Linked DNA regions of Ovis aries: region 2 is linked to region 1. Evidence: chromatin contacts called from public Hi-C data. All regions are on one chromosome and are shown on one strand. The core of a region is the stretch at or near the end of the contact, and the rest is flanking DNA. Distances in the headings are between cores, read along the strand shown. Region 1 overlaps ARHGAP26 (Rho GTPase activating protein 26). Region 2 overlaps ARHGAP26 (Rho GTPase activating protein 26).

Region 1 (5,034 bases), core at 558-3,057:
AGAATATGCAAAGAATGTCAACAAATAAGAAAAAAAAGAAAAAGAACAACCCAATTAATAAAATGGATGAAAGACCTTCATAAAACAGGACACACAAAGGGCCACAAACATAAAAAAAGAAGGGAACTCGATGACACATCAGGGAAACGCAATTAAGACCACAATGAAATAAACACCTTTCTGAATGGAAAGCATTGGAAAGACCACCAGTAACAAGTACTGGCAAGAAAGCAGAGTTCCTGGAACTCTCATCCACTGCTAATGGGAGAGCAAAGTGATAAAACCACTTTGGAAATATCTATTAAAATTAAACCTATGCCTTACGATCTAGCAATTCTTCCTCTAGATATATACCCAAGAGAAATGAGCACATATCTACCAAAAAACACATTTGAGAATACTCAGGTTTATTCACAATGGCCAAGTTTTGCAACAAGAACACAAATATTCATTTACAAGACAATAAGCTGTTGTATATCTAAAACAATGTAACACCACAAACAATAAAAAAGACCAACTACTGTTACATGCAACAATATAAATAAATCTCATAGAAATAATAACGAGGGAAAGAAGCCAGACGCAAAAGACTACCAACAGAGGGATTTCATTTATATAATGTTCAAATTCTCGCAAAAGTCCTGTGCTGAGAGAAACCAGAACAGTGATTTCACCTTGGAGAAGAAGTATGGGCAGTGATTGGGAAGGTGCCCAAGAAAACCTGCCAGAGTGACAGAAATGTTCTATAACTTGACCTAGGTGGTCACACAGGTATGTGGGAGGATGTGTCTGTGTGTGCAGTCATTAAGATGTAGACTTAAGATTTATGCATTTTATTCTGATTATAACTCAATAAAAAGAATGTTTTTAAATACCCAAGATATACCACCTGTCATCTAACCTTACTTGTCATTCTGACTTTAGTGCTTCCTAGCAGACAAGTAATTGAATGACTCTATGTTATTCTTTAAAAAACAGACAGATGGATGGATAAGCAAGCTGTGGTACATATACACAATGGAGTATTACTCAGCCGTTAAAAAGAATTCATTTGAATCAGTTCTGATGAGATGGATGAAACTGGAGCCAATTATACAGAGTGAAGTAAGCCAGAAAGAAAAACACCAATACAGTATACTAACACATATATATGGAATTTAGGAAGATGGCAATGACGACCCTGTATGCAAGACAGGAAAAAAGACACAGATGTGTATAACGGACTTTTGGACTCAGAGGGAGAGGGAGAGGGTGGGATGATTTGGGAGAATGGGAATTCTAACATGCATACTATCATGTAAGAATTGAATCGCCAGTCCATGTCTGACGTAGGGTGCAGCATGCTTGGGGCTGGTGCATGGGGATGACCCAGAGAGATGTTGTGGGGAGGGAGGTGGGAGGGGGGGTCATGTTTGGGAATGCATGTAAGAATTAAAGATTTTAAAATTTAAAAATAAATAAATAAATTTTAAAAATAAATAAATAAATAAATAAAAAACAGACAATAAGAGTACCTACCTCATGGGGTGGTTGTGAAGGCTAAGTGAACTATGTATAAGGCATTTCAAAATGTCAGACACAAAGTAAGTGATCCAAAAATTAGTTTTTATCACAGGAGCAAATGAGCAGCAGGTCAGTGGAGGGAACAGATGACAAGTGTTGGGTGGTGTCCAAATTATGGAAGAAGAAGGGCAGATTAAAAAGGGACAGAAAGTCACAGGTGCTTCTGATACACATGATTCCCCACCCCCCAAACACTGTCACACACCAGTGAAAAATCACACCTCTACCACAAAGCAAGCCAGGCCAAGGGGCTGACATACAGGCTCTGAGACCATGGCCATTTCCTTTTTCCTCCTGAGTAAAACATCAGAGTGGCCTACTTCCCCCTTTTGGAATTAATGTCTGATCATTGATAAGGGGTCTTCAGCAAATCCTAGAAAACCTGCCAGAGCATTCCAACTACCCACCAGAGGAGAGAAGAACAAATGATCTACAATCCTTTCTAGAGCTCAACCCTAAAATTCTACTTCAAATACAGTACCTCCTGTTCACTCTGAACAAGTCCTTGGTTGGTGCTCTATCTGGATCCTCTTGAGACGCATGAATAAGGATCTGCAATTTTCTACACACCTTGCCTCTCGCACTACTGGAGTGATGCAGAAAATAGTTATTCACCTATCAAAAGGCAAACTGCTACCCACCACCTTATCTCCTTTCAACTCTGGTCTCCACAAAGGGTCCATGTTAAGTAATACATTACTTATTAGCACATCCAGGAACCTGGGACCGCTCGTGTCTGGTCACAGCCTTCTCACTAGCCAGGAGCAGGCGGAATCACAACCAGCCCTGATTCCAGGGTTGCTGGACAGCCTTCCTACTCTAATCTTATTCCTGAATCTGAGTCAACAATGGTGATCTCAGTGGCTTGGCAATTTACCCACTTCCTACTGGACCAGGAAATGCTATTACTAACTCACTCCACCCCACTGAAACACACTCAGAATCTAACAGTACTTTTCTTTCTATACTGACCTCCAAAGATCTAGGGCTTACTCATTCATGAGACTACAAATCTTCTCCTGGCAAGAGTTCATTCCCCAGGTTCTATCCACAGTGCTGTACACATAAGGGTTAAATTCTGGGTAAAAGAAGGACTGTGGCATCCACAGAAACACATGTTCTCACAGCCTGTGCACAAAACCTGCCTCACTGTGCTTAGACAGAAAGACAGAGGAAAACGATGAAGGTCTAGAGAAGAGGTTGCCAGTCACAGGTAAAGAGAGACATATGAGTGCCAAAGGAAGTGGTCCTTTGGTTTTAAAGTGCTACTGGCAAACCTGGTCCTTAACTGTTCCTTGGCAATTACAAGGTTTCAGCAGATCTTCATGTTACCAAACATATGGACAAAGCAGAATAATTCTGGAGAATGACATCTCTTCCGTGTATATGTGAGATTACAGAGTCAAGTATCTACAGAGATCAGACAAGTAAGCAAAATGAGGAAAACTGGAGAAGATTCTTCCCTGCCCCAAGGAAAACAGGTGTGGTCTCATTTACCTTAAAATATGCAGCTCATTATTTTTTCTTTCTCACTTTTGCTTTCTGATAAAGTTACAGAAACAAAAGGGGTTTCCCTCTATGGGAAAAACAACAGTACAAATGCAAGGCAAAATGGTAGCTATCCCCTGTCACCACGGTGGGGGACATCAGGGCATGGTGGGGATGGTCGCAAAGTAGAAAGCACATGCCCCACCTAAATGAGGCACCTGCCATTCAGCTCTATAGACAGCTGGCACGTGGGAAGTCAGCATCAGTGTTTACACATCTTTCCCATTTTAAAATGTTGCTTCAAACACTATTCAAGCCAAATTGAACATCTATGGACTGCCAGCCTACGATTCTGGGGTCTGTGTTGGTCCTTCTCTGCCTCGCCTTGCCTGAGCTCCATCCCAAGGCATCCCCACATGTCACAATGCATCTTGTGCGCTGGGACTAACAATGATGCATGTCTGCATCCTTGATGTGCCTCACAGTCCAACTGAGCAGAGTCTTTCCAGTTCATTAACGAAAGGGGAACTGGGGATACTTGCCCGTTTTTTCCCAATATGAGGACTCAGTATCATCACAGAAGGGCAACATTCATCTACTATATTCATCTACCATTCAAAAACTTATGAATCTGCACAATTTGTATGCTCTGAGAAAAATAACCATTGGCGGTCCTTGTGCATTACATATGCTTGCACATAAGAAAAATACACATGCCAGAGTAACCTGCAGTGGGCTACAGGTGAGAAAAGACAGACGTGAGGGAGAAACCAGACATTGCAAACAGTGGCCCAGCAAGTGCAGCTAAGGTTTAGTGTTTATTATGGGCCAAGCACTGGGCTAAGGATGTGGCTAGCATTATGATTTGTTCCTCTCAATGAAGTAGGTACTTTCATCATACTTCTTTTTAAAAATTGAGGCTCAGAAATGACTTGCACAATCTTCAACTGGTAGGCAACAGCAAAGCCTCAACTTGAAAACCCCGTCTGCCTGACTCTAAAGCAAGGCCCATACATTAAGCACAACACTGTACTGCCCCCACCCCAAGCAGGGAGTATCTGTGCCCCGGGATCCAAGGTGACCATTTCCTTAGGAGGACGGAGGGAAGGGGGAGAAGGCACTTCTTTCTCTCTCTCTCTCTGGAGAAAGGAAACGGGAGAAGGAGGAAAGGACTTCCTCTACACACACCCCCACCCCCACATACACAAATACACATACAGCCCTTGAGAAATTTTCGGAAGCAGGCTTCTAATCAATTATTTAGAAAGGATATGATCCTAATGAGTGAATGAATCATAACCTACTATAGCCTATAGCACTGAGCTCCTGGGAGGAGAAGTCCTAAAATAATCAGGACCATAGCAAAGATAACAGTCTAAAGAGGAATACTGCCAATCGCTTCATATAATTTCCTTACATTTTTACTTTAAAGGAGAATGAAGTCATGAAACATCAGGAAGCCCAGACAAAGACATCTTTGGTGCAGTAAGTTACATGGTCTTTAATGAAACATACTGACTGAGCACCAGCTATACGCCATAGGCACCAAGGACCGAAGAATAAGCAGATTTCAACACACACCACCAGAAGAAAGCATTGCCAGGACGAATAACCCTCAGGGGGAATGCAAATGTTATTTTGATAACAACCTATGAGAAAATATTCTAATTCTAAAAATCTTCTAGGTCATTTATCAATCCTTCTTAGTATTCTGTCTCATGATGAACAGACACGCAGGTAAGTGGAATTTACATACTGAATTATCTCCTTTCTTCAGATTCATATACTAGCAAAATTTTGGTTTTGATTTTTAAAAACTAAACTCATTTTATACTTAGAAATTAGCAAATAAAATGGTATATTCAATCAATAAAACTCCAAATTTCACCATGTAGACTAAAGAACAGAAACAGGATTAAGTAATAGAAATAAAATAAGTACGGTTGCCTTGTTTCACACCACAGTTCATTAACCAGCACATCC
Region 2 (5,450 bases), core at 1,194-3,693, 280 kb before region 1:
AGTAGGAGATAATCTGAGTGTCAAGAAAAGTATAATCTGAATTTTTACCTTATTCCCAGGGTGAGGATAAAAGGATATAGTGAAAAGCTCTCTCTTTCCCATTTTAAAGGAAAAAGCTAGACATAAAACCTAGGAAAGCAAGCCAGGCTATCGGGCTGGGAAGCATGAAAACTCAAATCTGGGGCTACCCATGTGTTTGGAGGAAAGAGTGCTGGTTGAGGGCAAGAAGTCCTGAGTTCTGGATTGGACCTCATGAGCCATGTGACTGCAAGCCACTTCTCTGTGCCTTAGTTTTCCTTCTCTGTAATATGGTTCAGGCCATTTCTTCTCTCATTCTCATGTGAAGATACAATGAAATGATAGGTATGGAAGTGCCTGGAGGAGAATAAAGTAATGTGTGTGCCTGTGTGTGTGTGTGTGTGTGTGTGTGTGCACGCGCTCAGCTGTATCCAACTCTTTGCCACCCCATGGACTGTAGACCACCAGACTCCTCTGTCCATGGAATTTTCCAGGCAAGAATATTGGAGTGGGTTGCTATTTCCTACCACAGGGGATCTTCCTGACCCAGGGATTGAACCCACACCTCTCACACTGGCAGGCAGACTTTTACCACTGTGCTACCGGGGAGCACCCACATATGTATGTGGGGCTTCCCTGGTGGCTCAGACGGTAAGGCGTCTGCCAGCAATGCGGGAGACCCGGGTTCGATTCCTGGGTCAGGAAGATCCCCTGGAGAAGGAAATGGCAATCCACTCCAGCACTCTTGCCTGGAGAATCCCATGGACAGAGGAGCCGGATAGGCTACAGGCTACAGTCCATGGGGTCGCAAAGAGTTGGACACGACTGAGCGACTTGTACATATATATAAATAGCATGGTGTTTCTTTTTTTTTTTTAAAGTGAGACACAGCTTTATCGATTATTTAAGCCTCTCTGCTGGGCCTCCCCTTTGGAGAAAACCAGCTATGAGTAAAAGATGGATGAGAAAACACTGCCACGGCCTGAGGTACTGATGAAGCTTATAAGTAGGCTCTGTGTTTGGGCTGTCTGAAAGCAGAGCCTATCACTGCAAGATACACACATGCTGGGGACATACACAGCAGAGGGACTCTGCAGAATCCTCATGAATTTTTTTGTAGCATTTAAACAGCTTCTTTTTTCCAAAGAACTCAGATACAAAGAATTAAGTCTGCATGTCATCAAAGCAGGGAAAAACTACAGCCTGGGCCTTGGAGGGAGGAATTAGGTCAACCCTCAGAAAGAGGTTTTACCTGTTCCCATAAGAGCTAAGGGTTTATGACACCTGGAGACAGACGCAGGCTGGGAGCATGAGGGTTCCTGGGACTGCATGGAAGGTAAGGAACAATTTATTCTGTATTATATTTGTCTCTCTCCTAACTGGTCTGGGTCTCATCATCTAGGTATCAATATTCATGGCCAAAAACCCAACTCCACGAATAAATGTTGCCTGATGCTACCTGATAAAAATGAGGGAAGAAAAGGCTGGCACGTGTCTCAGCACTGTTCCCCTTGAAATTATCTTGTGCTAAAGCACAGAGAGCCTCCTGATTCAGAGAGCAATCTAAACAAGAGCCCTTTCAAGAAGCACTCTCTCCCCAAACTCTAGGCACCACAGATAAATTCAGGAACTGGAGGAAGGGTTCAGAGGGGCACGAGAAATGCCATGCTTGTTCATGCAAATGGTCCCTCCCAGTTGGTCTCTGAGGCTGGAATCCCTGACCAGCTTTGGATAAGCAGGAACAGAGTGATCATCATCCATGATTTTACCTGGAGTCTTCGCGAACTGCTTCTTCTGGCCTGTCAAAAAGCAAGTGCAGGTTTGGATGGCAGGGAACAAAGTTGACGAGGAGGCTGAACACTGCATGAAGAGAGGACCAAGCCGATGAGAGAACAACGGCAGCAACAAAAAAGCAAACAAACCCTGCAACAGACCTGATGGGGGATGAGTCGCTGGACGTGGATGAAGTGGGCATAGGGCTGGATGGCGCCGAGAACATGGGCCAAGATGGCGAGAGGGGTGAAGTTGGGCTTGGATTCGGGGGGCTGCAAGACATAACCACCAAAAAACTCGTCAGCACACAGGGAAACCACAGCAGGAGCACAGGAGGGTCAGAGGAGGCTGAGCAACAGGGAGTTGGAGAGACGGGAGGGGCACTGAACCCAGACTGCGTCTTCAGCGCCAAGGCACATTTCTCCAGACCAGACCCCCGTGTCTTCCAAGTAATGCCTGCTCTGGAATTCCTCGGGGTGTTAACATGTCTCTTCGCCCCGCAGAACAACTGCTTTCTAGGTGATAGGAGCTTCCGCAGTCCTGTCTGTTGTGCCTTTGGCCATCAGTGAAAAATGCCCTGAACCCACATCCATGGGTTCCCGCACACACATCCTATCACTGACCTCCATCTGGGGCAGGGCTAGCTTATAACCAGCCTCCAGCTTCCACCACTATGGGTTTCGAAAGTTGTGTCTCAGCAAAAATGACCTTTTTTTTGGCGGGGGGGGGGGGGGGGGGGAGCCACACAGGCCAGTCCGCCAGAAAACGATTTCCTGTTTACATTGTTAACTAAATGGGCTGTGTGCCATTGGAGACCCAGAGAAGGGCTGCATTAGGACAGTGATCGCAGGTGGAGGATGGGTCTGCACACACACCTCCCAGGAGAGGGCACACGACTGCGTGCAGCACCCCGTGGCCCCTCGGAGGTTTGCCTTCCAGGCTTATTCTTTCTCTTTTCAATGATTTTGGGCATTTTGATGCTTGAAGAAAAAGTCCCAGATGGAAGGCAATGTAAAAATGAACTGAAAGCTTAAATCTGTCAATTTGTTTTTTGCTGGGTGGCTGATCAAAAAACTGGACAGGAAAGGTTGAAATCATTCACTAAAACATGGTTGGTGGCTTTTAAGTAATCATGCTAGCCCTTTGACTTATTTCACAAATTATACAAACAAACATCTAGCAACTCTGTAAAATTGCATTAAGTCATAGATAGCACAAACACCAAAACAACGCAGAAACCACCCAGCCACACCACCTGCAGCCCTGGACGGCAGCTGGCCTTTCTGACCCAAGCACTGTACGAATCCAATTCCAGGGAACACACTGTCTAAACATTCCAGGATTTAGCAAGAACACATAAATGTCCTACTTAATGAGATATCTTCAACTCAGATGAGAGACTCAATAATGGCCTTAATTATCTACAGTTGTAACATAAATTCCTACAGAAATGTACAGTAAAATCCCACTGTGTGAGTTCATTGAATATCCTCAGACTAACTGAATGAAACATTTAGTAAATGCCACTATGGGTACTTGCTTCTAGAACATAAAATCTATGAGCAGGGAGTTTTGTTCGTTTTGTTTACTGCTGTACATCTAAAATAGTGCCTAAGAGGTTTTCAATAAATTATTATTCACTAAATTAACGAATCCCCTTTAACCCAACTATCTAGCCAAGAGGCATTATAATTCCCATTTCATAGGTATGGGAACTTGGGCCAATTTGAGGCTTACCTAAAGATACTCAGGCTGTAAGTGTCAGGACTGAGGTTCAATCCAATCCAAGCACAGGGCTCTTGCTGCCATAGTGCATTGCTGCTGGGTGGTAGGACTTGCTTTGGTCCTCTAGGCTATGCCAGGCTTCTTTATAGATCCACCAGAAACCTTCTTAACCACTGATTTATGAGTTTCCTTCAGATGCCTATCACATTTGCAAGGGAAAATGGGAATGCAGCAACAGACCCAATAGACTCAACACATTGTAAATCCCAACAAAATACTCAATCCTGCCTCCAGTCTTCCATCTGGTAGATTCATACAGCAGATGGAATTCATATAATAGAAGAGATTACAATTGAAGAGTATGACTCTTCTCTTCTCAATTATTCCAGCAATGACTAACTTATTGGACACACAGTGTGATCAAGACAATAAATGGAATACAATTCAGCATTTACCAAGGTCTCTGACTTGCAGAGCATACAGTGTATTTCACGAGATGAGACAAATTAAAAAACAACTATAAGATAAGATAGTAAGTAAACTTCATTAGTTAAGGGATCAGTTACTCTATGATTAGTTTAATACCTGTTCCCACACTTGATTCTGTCTTGGGTCCTGGGAGGGAGTGCTGCCTTATTTCCACTGGGTAGTCAGTCCTTAGTTAATCCATAGAGCAGCTGGTAAGAGAGGCCCTGCATTCCCTAGTCCTCCTCCCACAACCATTCACCCTCCCACAAGGTAATGACCCAGTGAGCAAGGCCTGGCTATTCCAACTGCAGCCTAGCCTGGCAACTCAGGTTCCAACCAGCGACAGTCTGGAGGTTTATGAGAGCAACCCAGGCCAGAGGCCTGAACAAATCTGTTCCTTTGGTTAGCAGGCAGCAGAGGATAATTTGAAAGTTCTTAAGACTTTTTTTTTTTTTGGACTGGCTTCTATAAGTAGGAAGGGCTTCCCTGGTGGCTCAGTGGTAAAGAATCCACTTGCCAATGCAGGAGATGCAGGTTCAATCCCTGGGTCAGGAAGATCCCCTGGAGAAGGAAATGGCAACACACTCCTGTATGCTTGCCTGGGAAATCCCATGCATAGAGGAGCCTGGCAGGCTACAGTCCATGGGGGTCACAAAAGAGTTGGACATGATTCAGCAACTAAACAACAATAAGCAGGAAATCCCTCCAGCTTCCTACCTCAACTGTACCAAGAATCATTCCTTTGGTTAAAGGCATAGCTGGGAACATAGTCTATGAACACAACCCTGGATATCTAAGTGGTTCTTGGTGACTCAGTTCATGGCTGAAATTATCTGGGGTTATGGTTGATCTTAAACAAGATCAACCTTGAATATTCACTGGAAGGACTGATGGTGAAGCTCCAGTATTTTGGTCATCTGATGTGAACAGAAAAGTCCCTGAAACTATGAAAGATTGAGGGCAGAAGGAGAAGACGGCATCAGAGAATGAGAATGCTGGATGGCATCACCGAAGCAATGAACATGAACTTGGGCAAACACTAGGACATGGTGACGGACAGGGAGGCTTGGAGTGCTGTAGCCCATGGGGTCACAAAGAGTCGGACACGACTGGGTGACTGAACAACAACAACAATGGTTGCAACGCAGGACAATCACAACGATCATAAGAAGTTACTCTTCAATCTCCATGTCTACTGCCATAGTATTATTAACTGTGCTTTTTAACAACTAGCAGATTTTCATCTGTTGGCTTGCATTTTAGTTATAGCAATAACATTTATTTTCTATAAAATAACTCCAATTTAGAACTTATTACCACTACATTTTAGCACAACAATAAAATGTACACTCCACAGTACTTCTATGATTTTTAAACTGATTGAAATTACACTTTGCTTGTGCTCCAGAGTCACATTAACAAAACCAAATGTCAACAATACTACTGAACACTCTTATATACCACAA

Evidence for each region. A called contact is a pair of places that touch in the nucleus more often than the background predicts.
Region 2: a Hi-C map of liver shows a contact between it and region 1, with 5 times the contacts expected there. The contact joins two enhancer-like sites. A contact is called at or near these places in 2 of 16 Hi-C or Micro-C datasets (liver and retroperitoneal adipose tissue).

Annotation. Positions count from the first base shown.
Region 1 is chr5:51,633,559-51,638,592 of ARS-UI_Ramb_v3.0, reverse strand. The region is part of intron 10 of ARHGAP26 (Rho GTPase activating protein 26); the gene reads right to left. Among named protein-coding and RNA genes, the nearest start is that of ARHGAP26, 170 kb to the right of the region's middle. Within about 2 kb of position 1,807, at least 11 of the 54 cell types and tissues checked have an H3K27ac peak or open chromatin away from gene starts, as enhancers often do. A contact at or near this core is called in liver, where this site is marked.
Region 2 is chr5:51,917,959-51,923,408 of ARS-UI_Ramb_v3.0, reverse strand. The region is part of intron 20 of ARHGAP26 (Rho GTPase activating protein 26); the gene reads right to left. Among named protein-coding and RNA genes, the nearest start is that of NR3C1, 200 kb to the left of the region's middle. Within about 2 kb of position 2,443, at least 2 of the 54 cell types and tissues checked have an H3K27ac peak or open chromatin away from gene starts, as enhancers often do. A contact at or near this core is called in liver, where this site is marked.